Regions from separate parts of the Capra hircus genome. Here region 2 is linked to region 1. Evidence: chromatin contacts called from public Hi-C data. All regions are on one chromosome and are shown on one strand. Each heading gives the region's core, a stretch centred on a gene start, on an enhancer-like site or on the middle of the called end of the contact. The rest is flanking DNA. Distances are from core to core; before and after follow the strand shown. Region 1 has its middle 18 kb from the start of TRNAR-CCU. Region 2 overlaps DNMT3B (DNA (cytosine-5)-methyltransferase 3B).

Region 1 (2,700 bases), core at 198-2,697:
TAAAAAAGAGAAGAAAATGTGGTGGATATGTACAATGAAATGCTATTCAGCCACAGAAAAGAAGGAAATCCTATCTTAGGCTAAACACCGATGAAAACTTGAGGACACGCTAAATGAAATCAGCCGGTTACAGAAGGACAAATATTGTATGATTCCACTCACATGAGGCACCTAGAACAGTCAAACTCATAGAAACAGAAAGGAGAAGGGTGGTTGGCAGGAGCTGAGGGGAGGGGAATTGCTGTCAACGAGGGTGGACTTTCAGTCAAGCACGAGGACTAAGTTCTAAGGATGTGCTGTGCAGCACTGGGCATCCAGTTAGCAATTCTGGGCTACACACTTAACATTTTGTTACAAGAGCAGAACTCATGTTATGTCCTCTTTAACCACAATAAAAACAACAACCAAGTACCTTCTGGAAAGGACATCAAAACACCAAAAACTAGGAAGGCTATCATTTCAGACTGAATAATAGTCCTGCAAATTAAGTAGCCTAGTTCTGTGGGGGAAATGAGCCACAGCGTGCACATGCGTGTGTGTGCGTGCGTGTGTGCGTGCGTGTGTGCGTGCGGGCATGCATGTGTGTGCACATGCGTGTGTGTGCGTGTGTGTGTGCGTGCATACATGTGTGTGCGCATGCGTGTGTGTGCAGGTGTGCAGGTGTGCGTGCGTGTGTTGCTTTCCATGCCCTCCCTATTTCTCATCACACCAGACCTTATGTCTGGAACTCTAGGGGAGGAAGTCATGGGCTCTTCCTTCTCTGATCACCTCTCCACCCTCCACTTCTTCCTTCAAGCCCCCAGTGTTTTGCACACACAGTTCTAGAAGAATATTTCTCTCCCTTACTTGGAGATGGCCCTGTATCTTCCCATTGGGCTGTGAGCTCCGGAGGGCAGGGTGAAGCCCACTCTCTGTCCTGGTCTCCCCCCAATCCGTTTAACTAGCCCTGGCATCACGTGGGGCCCATTGCACACTGTTGGGTGAAAAGGGGAGTCTGACAAGACCTGGGGAGGCAACACTGGCATCAGGCCAGGAGACCCAGAAGGACTTGGGAAGGGAAGAATGGAAACCGTTTGGAAGGAGTGTCCATAAAAGAAGCCTGCCCCCAGCACCAAGACCTCTCTGTCAGGAGGGCTGAGCACCTCTCTGTGCCCCCCTCACAGCCTGGAGGCACCTCTCTGTCCCCTAGGGAGAGGCAGAGGGGACAGGGTGGGGACAAGCCGTGGAAAGAGTCCTTTCTGATAAGGCCCAGGGCTGGGACAAATGGCAGGAAGAGGCTGGCCGGGCCCTGAGAACCACAGACAGCTGGGAGGCAGGAGGCCCCAGCCCCTCCTGGGGCCGTCCCGCTGCCTCCCCTCTGCGCTGGCCGAGGTGTCCCGGCCCCAGCAGCCAACCACAGGGAGAGCAGGGGGTGGAAGTGGCCGGCTCCTCAGACCTGGCTGCCAGAGGTGGGCTCAACGGCCACAGGCTCCTCACATTGCAGCCACTGCAGGCCCCCCAGGCCCAGGGACCCAGGTGGGGCTCCAAGGGACATGTGACGGACAGATGGCAGCTTTTGAAGCACACGCTGGTCTTTCTGCTGTATTTTCACTAGGTCACCCTCTCCCCTGCTTAGAATCCCTCACAGTGACCCTGTGCCCTCAGCATAAGGACCGGCTGGCCAGCTCCAGGCTCCCCTGATCCTGCACTCATCTGTGCCTCTTGCCCCACCATTTGGCTCCATTTGCACATGTGTGTTAATTTGTGAGATTCTTCCAGTGTGCACGGACATGTCTGCTTCTGCTCCTGTGGCGTCCCCTCCGTGGTGCAGAGAGCCTGGCTCTGGTGGCCACGCAGCGCTGTTTTGCTGATAGAATAAATGAAGAAGCTGGGGAGGAGCGTGGGGTCGTGGAGTAGCAGAGGGTCTGGCGATCAGGCAGGCTTGGGAAGACCTGTGAGCTGTGCAAGCTTGGGCAGGGCACTGCCTGGCCAGCCTCTTTCAGCCTTGGCTGGCTCAGCTGTAGATGAGTCTCAACACACCCACCTGTGAGCACAAAGCAGGGGCTCTGCTGTTCAGAGAAGACGAGTTTCCTAAATTTGTTTCTTTGAAAAAAAAAAAAAAAAATCCAGCCCTTTCATTTTATGGCCAGGACACATGGGGGAAGTGACTCACCTGGTCTCATCTTGGTGTTTATGTTAATCTGAACCAAACTGTTTTGGAAAGAGACTTAGCTGTCACCTGCCTACATGCAAAATGCTAGCATCTACCAACTCAGCCCTGGTGCTTCTAGGAACTTGTCCTACAGAAGATATGTTTTTGGATGTGTTAGTCTGGTATTCAGAAAAAAGTACAATACTTTGCTTTGTGCTTAGCTGCTCAGTCGTGTCCTACTCTTTGGGATCCCATGGACTGTAGCCTGCCAGGCTCCTTTCTCCATGGGGATTCTCCAGGCAAGAATACTGGTTTGGGTTGCTATGCCCTCCACCAGGGGATCTTCCCAACCCAGGGACTGGACTCAGTTCTCCCGCATTGCAGGTGGATTCTTTACCAGCTGAGGCACCAGTGAAGCTCAATAGTAAAGGGAAAGTGAAAGTGAAGTCAATCAGTCTTGTCCAACTCTTTGCAACCCCATGGACTGTAGCCCACCAGACTCCTCCATCCACAGAATCTTCTAGGCAAGAGTATTGGAGTGGGTTGCCATTTCCTTCTCCAGGGGATCT
Region 2 (2,700 bases), core at 86-2,585, 68 kb after region 1:
TTATCTACCATTACAAACCAATCCCTGGTGCTAATATCTTCCTGTTGCTAAAAGCAGGTAGTTAAAATTCATGCCTTCTTGTTTAAGTTCCCTGGGAGCATTCTTTTGAGTGAGTACGTATTATGTTGCCTAACCTCAGTTTGCTCATCTGTTATACAGGGATAACATTAATGGTACGTAAGGATTAAGTGAACTCATACAGGTAAAGCACAAGGGTGCCTGGCATATGGGAGTAAATACTGAGAAAAGTGATCAAGATTTGTGGATCTTCATGAAGGCCAGATGATTACTTATGGAAGCCTTTGAGAGACGCCTTCCTTGTTTTGACCTGTGGTTTCTGAAATCTGAATATGTGATAGGGCTTCTAGGTTGAGGGCCTAACAGTAGCACATGCCTGCAGGTGTTCGGGTCATGTGTATACTGTGGAGGAGATATATAATGTGTGTAGAGTGTCGAGGAGCCGAGCTGGGCATCTTTGCATCTGGCCAGTTCTGGACTCTGGTGTGTGTGTGTGTTGTAACTAGTGAAGTGAAAGCGAAAGTTGCACAGCCGTGTCCGACTCTTTGCGACCCCGTGGATTATACAGTCCATAGAGTCCTCCGGGTCAGAATACTGGCATGGGTAGCAGGCTCCCTACTCCAGGAGATCTTCCCAACCCAGGGATTGAACCCAGGGCTCCCACATTGCAGGTGGATTCTTTAGCAGCTGAGCCACCAGGGAAGCCCAGGAATACTGGAATGGGCAGCCTAGCCCTTCTCCAGCTGATCTTCCCAACCCAGGGATCTACTGTCATTGCAAATTCTGGGTGGTGAAAACTACAGGGAAGGAACTTTTAATGAAATCACATTGAATGACGCCACTGGAAGTAAGAATATTTTACCTACCTAGCTCACCCCAGCGCACCCAGGTAGTTGGTCATAGAGCAGGTTGGTTTCCTTCCCTGAAATCTTCCTCCAGTCCCTGTGGGTTTGGTTCTAGGGGCAGAATTTTTCCTGACTGTTGATCTGGCTTTGGGAAGGAGCTCTGCTCACCTGTCCATCCCTCTAGCGGGCTGGCAGACAAGTTGGCACTGCTGAGGCCCCAGGGGAGCCTGAGGTGGTTAATCATAGTTAATCACTGTCTGCTCTGGGCTGCAGGCTCTAAATGGGTCTGTCTAGGAGAGAGATTCCTGTTGACCCAGGTGGGGACTGTCTGAGGGAACTCTGAGCCCCTCATAAGAGGGAAGGAAGCCTTGTCCCTTGATTTCAGCCTCTGACCTGCTACCCGCTCCTGACTGAAGCGCTGTCTTCAGTCTGCCCTCCCCTCTCCCCAGAGCTCCCTGTGGAACCACCCCATGGCCAAGTTTCCCACCCTCTGCCAGGCCATCCAGGTTACTTAGTTCACTGGTTTGGCCTGAGGCAAAACACTGGAAATTAATGATTACTCTGAACCACTCTCCAGCAGTTTTTCTGAGATACTGGCCACTTGGACTCACAGGAACTGGCCATAGGGTCAGACAACCTGTTCTTCCGGGTCAGAGCTTGAGAGTAAAAGGGCTAGAGAAGCCGCTAATCAGGCTGGGTTAGGCATTCCTCCTTTTCCTTGGGGCTGGTGAGATTCCTTAATATGTATTGAGAGAAAATAACACCAGGAACTGTGAACCTGCACACTCTGGACTGCATGGGTTAGTTAAATGGTTTGTGTCAGTGTATGCATTTGTGACCCAGGCAGTATTTTTTTTTTTTTCCCTTTTCATTGAACTGCTCAGAATCCAGCTTGAAGAATCTTGGTCAAACCCCAAGCTCCACAGTGAAAGAACTAACCACTGGACTGCCAGGGAATTCCAAGGCAGGGTTTCTTTAACTTGGGTATTGACTACCCAGGGATCCTGTGAAAATGTTGATCCTAATTTAGTAGGTGCCTGAGAATTCTGCAGGAGCATCAGAGGTCTACCCATACCTGGGGGATGGACTGATGCCCAGGGTGGAATTAAGAATCCATAGGACATTGCATACCTACCAGGGTGGTGCGGGGGTGGGGGTGGGGGTCGGGGGGTGGGGTGGTGGGGTGGTGGTGGCGCACTGAGAAGTTCATCACTGAGCCCCACAGCGCCCCCTGGTGGGTGTGCTGGCAGCATCCCCACTGCAGCTCACAGCTCTGTAGCCTAGATGACGCTTCTGGAAGGTCACCTGGGAGGCTTGTTAGGGTTTTTGGGTACTATGTGGTGAGTCTGTCTCCAAGAAAGGGAATACGGGCCAGGAGGGCTCAGCGCCCATAGGCAGCTGTTTGCTGGGGAAACTTCACAAGCAGGGTTCCTGTGGCACCAAATACTTCACCTCCATTTGGGGCTTCACTCTTCCTCTTACATGTGAGGTTTTTATTTTTGATGTTGAAGATGGACAAGGTCTGTGGGTCAGTTTTCCTGTTCTACAAAATGGGCCCACAATCACATTAAGAGGAATGAATGAGAGTAAGGTACATGTTCTTGAGGCCAACATGTTGCAGGCAGTAGGGCCAGGTCAAAGGTCACACAGCCTTCCAATGCATGCCTGAAGACCTGGCTGGAGCTGGTCTTAGCTTAATAGCCTAGTGATGATGCAGTTACCAGGGTGGGCAGGGGTGGGGAGGCAAAGGCCCAGAGGTGGGGTGGGGTTGGAGCAGATGGGTAACATGTCCCTGGTTAACCCATCCTAGTCCTTCCCCTGTGTCTCCTCCATTCCT

What was found. Hi-C and Micro-C count contacts between places; a contact is called where the count stands out from the background.
Region 2: a Hi-C map of blood shows a contact between it and region 1, with 9 times the contacts expected there. The contact joins two enhancer-like sites. A contact is called at or near these places in 2 of 5 Hi-C or Micro-C datasets (both in blood).

Annotation. Positions count from the first base shown.
Region 1 is chr13:61,408,319-61,411,018 of ARS1.2, forward strand. No RefSeq gene overlaps it. Among named protein-coding and RNA genes, the nearest start is that of TRNAR-CCU, 18 kb to the right of the region's middle. Within about 2 kb of position 1,448, at least 1 of the 5 cell types and tissues checked has an H3K27ac peak or open chromatin away from gene starts, as enhancers often do.
Region 2 is chr13:61,476,531-61,479,230 of ARS1.2, forward strand. All of the region lies in intron 1 of DNMT3B (DNA (cytosine-5)-methyltransferase 3B), which reads left to right. Among named protein-coding and RNA genes, the nearest start is that of DNMT3B, 10 kb to the left of the region's middle. Within about 2 kb of position 1,336, at least 1 of the 5 cell types and tissues checked has an H3K27ac peak or open chromatin away from gene starts, as enhancers often do.